Regions from separate parts of the Gasterosteus aculeatus genome. Here region 2 is linked to region 1. Evidence: chromatin contacts called from public Hi-C data. All regions are on one chromosome and are shown on one strand. Each heading gives the region's core, a stretch centred on a gene start, on an enhancer-like site or on the middle of the called end of the contact. The rest is flanking DNA. Distances are from core to core; before and after follow the strand shown. Region 1 holds the start of stradb (STE20 related adaptor beta). Region 2 holds the start of gpr137c (G protein-coupled receptor 137c).

Region 1 (5,593 bases), core at 1,528-4,027:
ACCTTCATCTAACATCAAAGAGTTTATGTACGAGTGGGACGGTGGCCACCAGAGGGTGGCGGTATGACTGTGCAGAGTGAAGGGTTTCATGGGGGGGTTGGGAAGGCATCTGACAGCTGCAGGCGTGTCAGATGCAGTTTCTCGTTGCCTTTTGAACATACATCAGCTTTGTTTACTGTGCCAGGATTGTGCCTGTATCACTGGGTGGAGGCAGGGGGGGCGGGGTGTGGTGTGTGTGTCTGTGGAGGGAGTTGTTGACCTTTCACACCAGCAGTACATTTTAATAATAAGTACTGTGTTGAGAATGATTATATGTGGCTACAGATGAACAACATAAAACGGGCAAATCCCTGTGGAAATCCATCCAATCAATAATGTGGATTATCGGTGACTGTCTACTGTGGCTCCTTGGGAGCAAACCTACTCCCGATGATGTAATGGCAATGTTATCGGGGTTGCCTTGACTTCTTTGTCGCAAGAAACCTCTGTTGTAAACTGCGAGTATAAGACACATGGGAATAAAGATGCTTATGGGGAAAAAAAAGAACAGCTGCAATGTGATTCCAGTCTTCAACAACTTGACAAAGGGTCAGCAAACATAAATGGATGGATGGACGTTGACAAAGTGAAGAGCATTCGTGTGACGCCTGTCTCCATGGGGACAGTCAGTGTGTTTACATGATGGTAGAATTGGAATCTTTGCTTAGTCGGACTATGCTATCTTTTGGGGGGAGGTGCTATTAAGCCAATATACATGGCAGTGAATAAATCGAATCATCGGCCGAAAGCATATCGTCATATCCGATACGATAGGTGGCGCTGTTTTCATTACTACTAGTTGTGATACAGCCAATTTCCGCTTGACCGCTTCACCACTACCGCCAACAACAACAACAACAACATCAACATTACGAGAAAGATGGCGAGCGGAGAGCAAGGTGAAGCTACATCCCTCTACTATTTGTGCATGATGTTAATAGGAGTACAGCGAATGCGAATGCCGCTATTGGCTGATTTGATAACGGAGAGAAGACGCCGTCGGGATCTCAAGCATGCGCAAAGACGCAAAGTCCAGTTCCTCATCCGATTCACCGTTACATGCCGCAATAGTCAAACTATCAACTGGATCGGATCGAGTTATCCAGGGGTGTTAGTCGGATCGTAGTCGGACCGCACAGTCGGACAAAGGTGTTTACATGAAACGAATAATTCGATTTCAGTCCGACTAAGCCAGTTATTCGAATCCATGTAACCACGCTGAATGTCTCGGCTACTGACCAGGAACTGGTGGCTGACGTCCTCATAGCACTCCTCTATGTCCAGGGGCTGGACTTGAGTGTGGGAGATGCAGGAACAATCCTGGTGAAGGGTGGGGGAGGGAGGAGGAGCACAGGTGAGACATGCCCTACGGAACAAAGGAAGGGGTGGAGAGGACACGTGGGAACTTGGGGGAAGGGGGGGTGATACACGACACGGTCAGGGATGAGGCGAGAGCAGAAAGCATCTGGGGAATCTGGGCACTGACGCCGCATTTTCATTGGAAGTGGTGAGAGAACGAGACTCACGACAACAGGCAACAAAAAGAGGCAGCGGAGTGACTGATGTCCCCACAGAGCGCTGCATACATAATCAGATGACCATTACGTGTGAACAATGCTCAGCAGCATCTCACATTTTTTCCATCTATATTATGTATGTTGGTGCAGATGCGTTGGGTTTTCCAGACAAGCCATAGCCGTCTTATACACCTCAGAGAAAGCACACCTGGTTACTGGACACACTTAATGGTGCATCGCGAGGGGACTGGCTTCATCCCACCAGACCATCAACATCTATTAGATCGCAACCCAGCGACTCACACAAAGTGAGAAAAACAACAACAACAGCAACAATAATAATAATATATTCTTACCAAGAAAGACATGGAGGGGGTAACAGGAGACTAGCGTCGATTCCCTGCCCCCCCTCCCCCAAACTGGAGTAGAAAGCAGGCAGCGTCCGTCCGACCACAGACACGCATTCATCCGCCCGCAGCTCACCTGTCTGAGTCAGCACAAACCAAACGATATGAAACATGAAACATCCCCGCCAGGCCGGTTGAGCGACGACACATCGGGAACAATGAAGCCCAGGAAAACATTCCCCGACCAGAAGCTAACATAAAACTGTGTTCGGTTGTGTTGGAGATGTACTTACACTGGGTTATATAACATTATTAACGCCGCTGTACATGTATTACTCAATTGCACGTCAAGGTTATGGCTAGATGCAGCCATTTTTTTGTTGAACCAGAACGCATTTTATTCAACCCGACGGTTGATGTCGTCAGTTAATGGCTAATAACTATTTGTCGAAGTTCGGGAGAGATTTTTTAAAAGCTGCAATGGACGTATATGGTTCAAACGTGATGCCGACGTTAGCTCAGTTAAAATACCTCTTTGTTTCAAGTCTAACGTCATTTGTTTGGAGTAACGTCACCCCGTCACGAAAGGAAAAGTCGCTTACCGTCTCCTCTTGACTGCAACTCGAGCGCTTCGACGTAAACAAGTTAAAAATACTAACAAGAGATTGGTTTTCCGAAGCGATGTTTTATTTACGAACTCCGTGGTCTTTCATTTACTTTGGCCCATATGACGCGATCTGTGCGAAATAAGTATCACGCGTTACAGTCGGAACCGAACCGCACAATATCCCGGCGCTGTTCTTTTTTCCTTTTTGACATGACTTTAAATTTGACAAAGGTAAATGGCGCAGAGTGAATACGTCACCGCGCATATTGTCGCGCGTCGATGACTCGTCGCTGTTCGCCGTCTCCTTCCCTTCCGCTCCATTGTTTCAGTTGTTGGTGAAGATATCGAAATACTCCGTATGTAAAACTGGAATAACAGATGCCGTGGAGTAACACCGACGCAGGGTACGTTTAAAAAAAATTAATAATCGAAAATCATTTTTTAATGTCCTTAGTGTTGAAATGCGTCCGCCCGAGGAACGCCCTCGACTAGAAACAGTGAAGCTGTCATCCTCACTCCACACGTGAAACGTTATGTTAGCTAACGCTAAATGCCTATTAAAATGATCCTACATTTAAATTAAAGGATATTTTGATAAGGGACTAACAACTACCCGAGCTATTTAGCCGTAGCTTTAGATCGCGTAATGGTGACGTTATGGTCGGCCTGCTGTTTGTTTGTTGGTTAGCGTTGTTTTATTATTGTGACCTTTATACCTATATATTACATATGGACACATAACGCTTTAATACACGTAGACACTCAATGTTAGCGGACAGAGAGAACAATAAGCGTGCCGTTATTGAAAAATTCATTGATAGAACATATACGTCCTAAAATAACGGATTTGACATCGATGGGATGCAGCTTTAAATGTCCTCTTTCAAATACAATCTTTATAATTGTTTTAATCGTGCCGAAATGCAGAGCCGCAAAATTATGCTCTACCAATCATTAGGTTATTTGACCACTGAAACATCTTCATGATAAGTCTTACTATGGTCTATAAATAAACGGATTTAGGATGAATCCATTTCTTCATAGTCGACGGTGGCACATATGGAGGTCAGATCAGATGTGTGTTTCCTGCTGTTGTTGGTGATAGTTAGATCAAACTGTACAGTTTACTGCTTTTGGCATTTGACATTTATACTGCTGCACTTGGTTGTAGGTCGCTCTGGATGAGAGCGGATTAGACGTGAAGGGAGATGGAGCCTGTAAAAAGCTGAAGTAAGCATCCGGTCCCTCTGTGACAGATTGTTACTTGTGTGAAACGCTGCCGTGTCGTCGGTGTTTCGCAGCGCTACTATCTTGCGGCTGTGCTTACCTTTTTACACGTTTATAACGCGCAATAATCGGTCACCAACATTAAGTGGTGGGTTTCCGCATTGAGGTCTGGATTTTCTCCAGCGTATTGATAGATTTGAGTTTTTGTGGGCGCTGGCTTATTGTCATCTTGTGGTTTTTCCAGTTTGAAGGGAAATACGCTCGTGGGAGCACTCATCTCTCACTGTTCAATTTCCAGGCACAGAGCTGTCTGTCTGGTACGGTGTTAATCATGCAATGACTCAAGGGCGCTTGTCCCTGATCAGCCGTTTCATTTTAAATCGGGCAGCGGGGAGGTTGCCATGACAAATATGGAAAAAGATACTCATACTGAGCCATTCAGGATGATTAATACAAGCAATATCATATGTGAATGTTTCTATATTATTCCATTACCGATGAGATTTATGGGTCAGTTCGATATGATCTCCCAGGCCTCTAATGCCGAACGGCCCATTTGGACTGTAGCGTTGCACGCATGACGTTAATCTCCTTCATAGAACAAACAGTGACGGCTTCAATGTTACATAAGCACAGGATGGATGTTGCCCAAGGCCTGTTTTTCCACAGACATGCCCACACACACACACACACACACACACACACACACACCCACACGGACAGGAGATCAGTGATGCAGATGCTCTTGGGGATTCATGAACCTGCACGGTTATTAGAGTAGCTCTTAGTAAAAAATTAACAACAGCACGATAAAACTCTCTGTCTACTTAGAAGAACAAGTTTTATCCGATAAGATCGATTTATTACTCTGGGAAATCAGCTGTGTAACGTATGGAGGAAATGAAAGATGCTGTAGAATTGCATTATGGGAAGTGTAGAATTCAGCGTTTTGGTCCATCACTCGTACCAAGGCGGGGAAGTCAGAATGTCTCCCTTCTGCGGTTTTGATTTTGTCTATTCTTTTTAAAATCTATCTCTCACAAGCCTCCCAACGTGGAGAAGTGGGATGCTGAATTGTTGTAGTCGCTCTTTAATTAAGTTTTGAATGTTTTCATCAGCAATGAGTTATTTGGAACTAAATAAATGTGTGAAATGAAAACGAAAAAGTTACAGTACAGTACAAAATGAGAGAAAAAAGAATGTTCATCCTGTCTGACCACTTTAAGGCCCAGATTATTCCCTACAGACACTCAACATCCTGTCAATGTTGAGTGTCTGTAGGGACCCCCCCCCCCCCTCCCCAACAACCCTCTGCATATCTTCTTCTCTGGGACTATTGCTTCTTTGACACTCCACTCTTCTCCCCTCAACTGAAGGTGTATGCGGGCACCACCGGTCAGTGCTTGGACAGGATGTGATGTCCCAGCGGCAGCGGCTCCCGGTCCAGCTTTGTGTTAGCGAGCGGGGACCGCCGCCTCCCTCCACCCCCTCCCCCCTCTCCCGCTCCACAGACATGTTTGAGGTCAAATCCCGGGCGGTGGAGAAGAAGGAGTCGAGCACGGAGACGGGTAGGGCGTCTGCAGTGTGTCCTATGTGTACATTTTGAGTTCTAACCCCCCCGCTGCCCTGCAGTACAGTTTGCTGTGTCTTTGGGCTCGATGCTATAGTTATCGCCTCATGTCCCAGTAAACCACAAAGGACACACAATCACACACTCACACACACACATAAGCACTCTCGAAGGCTTCATCAGCCCACACTCGCTCTCAGGAAATCTCACCAGGGCTGCAACTTTTCTTACGAAATGAAAGCCTCTTTAATTTATGTTGTCATGGTAAAATTATTACTATTATAGC
Region 2 (5,180 bases), core at 1,385-3,884, 140 kb after region 1:
TCACCGTCGTCCTGCAATAGCCTTTTAGATATTGCAAACTGTTTACCCCAAAATGTGGTTTATTCTGTTTTTAACGAACACGCGGAGCGCACCGTCTCTTACCAAAGACATTTTTGATATTATGTGATTAGATGGCCACAGGTCTTGATCGTTGATCACCATTGAGTTTAAAACACACATAAACACTCAGCCTTTTGTGAGAGGATGTAGGCCAGAAGAAGGTAATTGGTAACCCAGAAAAGCAGCAGCCAGCCAACAGAACACGACCAGATTACGGATTCTATGAGCACACAAACATCACGGGGAAAATGCAGCTAAATCTTCCTCCTTTTTTAGTCCTTCCAGTGAAGGAGGAGATTTTAATAGTTTGCTGCTGAACATTAGTATGAACATTTTCTGTTTAGCTGGAGTGCACAAAGAAAGGTGTACATTTGATGCTGTAATATGGTCATAAATGTCTTTGGTGATTTGGTTAAAGCCCTTTGAATCATTTATTTGACACACATTTAATCATTAACTTCACCCCAAAATCAACAAGGCCACTTTCCTTTACTCTGAATGGATTAAAATGCAGCCGGTCCGGTGCATTCTAGTATAAAACACTGTTTCCCGACCTTGTTGACTTGTACCCTCATGTCACATGACTGCATAAGCTGTGCGAATTAAAGGCTTGTGTTTGTGCAGGTCCAATATTTGATATTTTTGTAGCTCAGTTTTGGTCTCCACCAGGAAAAATTCTTGCTAATTTGGTTCACAACTATAATCAAATAACCGATTATAGCTTCTTTAACGTTTTGTTAAATTACTTTCAGTGTTTGATATCTAGTTGTATTTTAACTGAGACAGTAAAAACTCTAGTAGAAACACTATCTATTAGTCATGTCTGACTTGGCGAGACACAAAACCACAAGTAGGAAAAGTTTGATCTCTGAGCCGCCAGTCACATGGTTTTCCAGACATAGATTGAGATACATTAGTTTTAAACTGGGGAGGAACGTTTTTTTATGCAAAGTAGCATAAGCACCAAACAAAAGGAAAATTGTTTATTCAGCCTTTTGACAGGTTGCAGGTCAAGTGTTTTTTCAGCAGTCCAAAGACAACGTCGGATTCATTACGGAATCTCCCCTCAGCCAGTTGGACAAGCTTCCTTTCCAACTCACACACCCATTTTACGTGAGTAAAGATGCTCCCTGCGTTTGCCTCAGAAGGCCGTGTTTGATCTTCAACCCTACTGAGAGTCCCAAAGTGGTTTGGTGTTTGCCAACAGGAACAAGCCGGTCTTTGACATTTGGGGTGGGCAGGTTTTGAACAACAGCTACTGACCAACTGTCTCTCTTTACTCCATCTTACACACCCCCACCCACACACTCCATTCTTGTCCATTTATTAAACATCGATGTGACGCAGGCTTTTTTTTTCTTTTTCCAACCAGTCGGTCTCAATGTCAGTGGCCTGAACTGAGCCAAAGCGAAGCCCTAGAACCTGATTTGAGTGAATCAACAGATTCTTTAGAACATGTGAGCCTAATGGTGATTACAGTAACCACATTTCACCAGTCTGTGGTGGTAACTCAAAGCAGGAGGGGGAACTATTTCTTAGCCGGGTGCAACTTCCAGGAGTCCCTGCTGGTTGCCTTGCACACAGCATTGACAGGATGATGAGCCATTCCTTTATGGTTTGGGGGGGGGGTCAATAGTCCCCTCTGCTAATATGCTCATAATTAACCAATTAATTATTAGGTCCATAAAACAAACTGTCAAAAGCAATATGGGAGCTGTAGTTGTGGAACAGGCTGCTCGTTTATTTGCTGAAAAAAAATCACAACATGCTTTACTTTGCAAATTAAATGTTTTTGTCAAATTGTTGTTGACAAAATGGCAATGTCGGCTGTTTTGTGCAATCAGGTGCCCCCTACCTCTCCGTGCAGCCTTACCTGTGTGAAGTAGAGGTTCAGTAGGCAGAGTGTGAAGAACTGCAGACAGACGGGGCAGCAGTAGAGCAGCCAGTAGGCCAGAGGCTGCAGCCGGTTGGCCTGCACCACATTTTTAAAGTAGAAGGAGAAGAGTGTCGTCCTCAGCGCGGCCCACAGCAAGCACAGGAACAAAAACACACTCTGGTAGCTGAAGCGCTTGTGTCCGTAGTGCAAAATGAGCCAGAGCTGCAGGTAAACGAATGCGAACAGGAGGGAGTACAGGACGGTGTAGACGGCAGTCAGACTGAGCTCCAGTGTTGGGGAGATCGCGGTATCGGGGGACTCGTTCTGTGAGGTAAACAAGTAGGAATCGACCTCGTCTCTTGTCGAAAACATCTTCACCGGCCGCTCGCACTAACACATGGGATGCTATGGAGGGGGGGGGGGAACACTACAACTGGGTCAGACCCGTGTTAAATGCACCGCCGGTGGAAAAAAAGACGAGGGCAATCGGGTGAAAGCGTGCGACAAAAGCAGTTTAGTCTGAGGGTAAGTGTCATAATGAAGCTCCGCCGGGGTTTAAATCCGATACTAGGCTGAATAAAATATGGGGTTTAGAATTAAAAACAAATGTGCACCGTTTAAAAATATCAAGAAACGGAGGAAGAAAACACGAGAGCGGTCCATCTGTGAATCTCTGCAAGGCTGTTCTCTGCAAAAAACAACTTAAGGGGGGCAAAACCTCCAGATCAGCTGTGATGCCGTTTTAGACCCGCCCCTTTGCTCTCGACTAAAGCGGAAACTGGCGTTTGATAGGCCGCCATTTTGGCTCACAATACGACTAGTTTGCTTGTGAAACAACTGACTCTGGAGCCACAAATTCTGTCCAGTTTCCGAAGATAAATCTACGGACAAATCTACCAAATGAGAGACGTCCTCACGCCCACTTTCGTAAAGCGCTGATTCATTGGCCAAGCCAGCCAACCCAGCCTCCACAGCCTTCTCACGCCATTGGTTCATGATGATGTCAGCTGCGACAGTTCCCGCCCTTAGGTCGCCTGTGATTGGTTACCAACCTGTCTCCCAACCTTATTGGCTCAACGGAGCATACATACGTCGCTTGCTAGGACAGACGCCATCAAAACAATTTGCCAATATTTTACGTCAAGTTGCTGAGCAACAACCGACAGTTGTGAGGGAAACGTGAATGCCTCCAAAATAAAAGCTTTGATAAAATCGTAAAACAGCCATATTATTTGCAGCTACAAATTCTGATGATGTAATTTTCACGATTCTCATGGGAGTTGTATGGACAACTCGAAACCCCTGCAGCACATTTTCCAAATAAGGACTTTATTTTACAATGATAACAGGAAACTGATGTAGCACCAGCAGCTTGACATAAGTATGCTGCATCGTTCTCTAGAGATACATTTTTCAAATTTCACTGCGCAGTTAGATTACAAACCAAACGTTCTAACGTTCACGGACATTTATATTTTGATTTTACTGACAAGTGTCGACGTGAGCGATGCATAAAAAAAACATGCCCAAACATACAGTGGGAAACAGGCCGAGCTAACGCTAAGTAATTAGCATTAGCTAACGTCAGCAACGACACCATCAACCCCAACTTAAAGCATAAGGCACCCTCTGTGGGCTTTGCTGGCGTTAACCGCCCAGGAAGAAGCTGCTGCCTCTTAATAGCCGTCATAATGTAAGTTGTCCTCTTTATTCCTGTGCTTGGTGACACTTTCGCACCTCCTCCAGCCCCGGAGCCGCTCCGGCGCCATGTGGCCGTGCGTGGCCGCTCTCCTGCTGCTGCCGCTGGGAGGATGCGCGCGGAGGACCGGCCCGTCGGCCCTGACCGAGCACACGGCGGCCGACTTCAGCGACGCACTGCATTCTGGGAAGACGCTGTTCATCTATTTCCAGCAACTGGGTAGGTTGCTTTAAAAAGTAGTTTGTGAAATACAGATGTGTCAACAAGCCTCTTCACTCCCTGATCTCTGTCTCCAGTCTCCCCAACCATCTCCCTCTTCTTGGTGGAGTTGGAGCAGTCAGCTGACGCTCTGCAGCATTATGGGGTGCTGGTTGGCAAGGTAACCGCAGGCCTGCTGTCATTGACGTTTGACACAAAAGTATTTGGAGAATTCTTTCATTTTAAACGTTTACCCACATGGGAGGTGTGTTTTTGACCTTTTTCTGTTCAGGTAAACTGCAATAAAGAGTCTTTTCACGGGTACTGCGCCGAGGAGAAGGCCGTGAACACAGTGTTTCTCTTCAGGTCAGCAGCGCGCAGCGGCAGGAGGGAGTTGGCGATTTTGAATTTGTCAGGAGAGACGCCAGAAAACGTGAATTGGGTTGATGTGTTTTTGTCCCGTGTCTTTCTGCCAGGGGTGGGAAGGAGTTCTTGGGTTTCAGTCTGGACATCGTGTTTGACGTCAACTCCATAGTGTCCGAGGTCCTATTGTGAGTAAGCAACAATTCAGTCAGTCTTTCTGAAACATGCAATGGACAAAAACAAATGCTTGGTTTTACAGGATATATCGTTTTCTCTTATTAAAATTATTTAGCAATATATTGCTTAAAAAATATGTATATCTTTTGTAGGACATGCAACATTTTTTTTTAAATTTCTAACTAAACAAATCGATCTCATGCACCCTAGATTTTGACTATCGTGTGAAATACAATAACGGAAACCTAACTTTATTGCATTGAAGAAGCTTTTCTGTACTTCTTAGCTCGATGGCCAATTAATCAACCGATTGTTTCAGTGCTACAAATGTTCGCATTACGTGTGATTGAAGGTTTTAGTTGAGCTGCTCTGGATATATTGGCCAATGCTAACGAGGGCACCAATTAGGACGAATCTGCCTCTCAAAATAGTCCCCTACAAATGCTCAGTTTCCTCCTGTTAAAATGTAACATTTGCCAGCGAACCAAAAGTGAGCTCTGAAGTTCTGATTTGATTTATGTTGGTACGGACCAAACAGACAAGAGACGAGCTCCAGAGGGACCCTTTTGAGAAATACTTAGCTGTAGTCTGTCTTCTCTAGTGCCATTCTGCGTGAAGAGATCAAGTACGTTCACACAGAAACTGACCTGCTGGCAATGGAGAAGGCCGCCAGAGGGAGGAAGGATATCGCTCTGTGTTACGTCAGCAGCCTGGGAACACAAGGTACGGAAAGCAGCCGGGGATGGAGACGATCCGGCTAATGTGTTTTAGGATTGACTTGTGGGTCGCACTGTGAAAGATGGCGAG

Evidence for each region. A called contact is a pair of places that touch in the nucleus more often than the background predicts.
Region 2: a contact with region 1 is called in a Hi-C map of whole body, with 2.7 times the contacts expected there. The contact joins the promoter of gpr137c here to the promoter of stradb in region 1. A contact is called at or near these places in 2 of 6 Hi-C or Micro-C datasets (skeletal muscle and whole body).

The regions. Positions count from the first base shown.
Region 1 is chr1:28,349,023-28,354,615 of fGasAcu3.hap1.1, forward strand. stradb (STE20 related adaptor beta) reads right to left here and starts at 2,778. Exons shown (of 12, transcript XM_040174100.2): 1 at 2,506-2,778; 2 at 1,913-2,043; 3 at 1,279-1,359. The coding sequence starts at 1,924. It overlaps trak2 (trafficking protein, kinesin binding 2), which reads left to right and starts at 2,768. Exons shown (of 15, transcript XM_078101518.1): 1 at 2,768-2,914; 2 at 5,114-5,305. The coding sequence starts at 5,155.
Region 2 is chr1:28,490,212-28,495,391 of fGasAcu3.hap1.1, forward strand. It overlaps gpr137c (G protein-coupled receptor 137c), which reads right to left and starts at 2,635. Exons shown (of 8, transcript XM_040182906.2): 1 at 1,934-2,635. The coding sequence starts at 2,308. txndc16 (thioredoxin domain containing 16) reads left to right here and starts at 3,159. Exons shown (of 18, transcript XM_040171760.2): 1 at 3,159-3,854; 2 at 3,932-4,014; 3 at 4,126-4,199; 4 at 4,310-4,384; 5 at 4,975-5,096. The coding sequence starts at 3,704.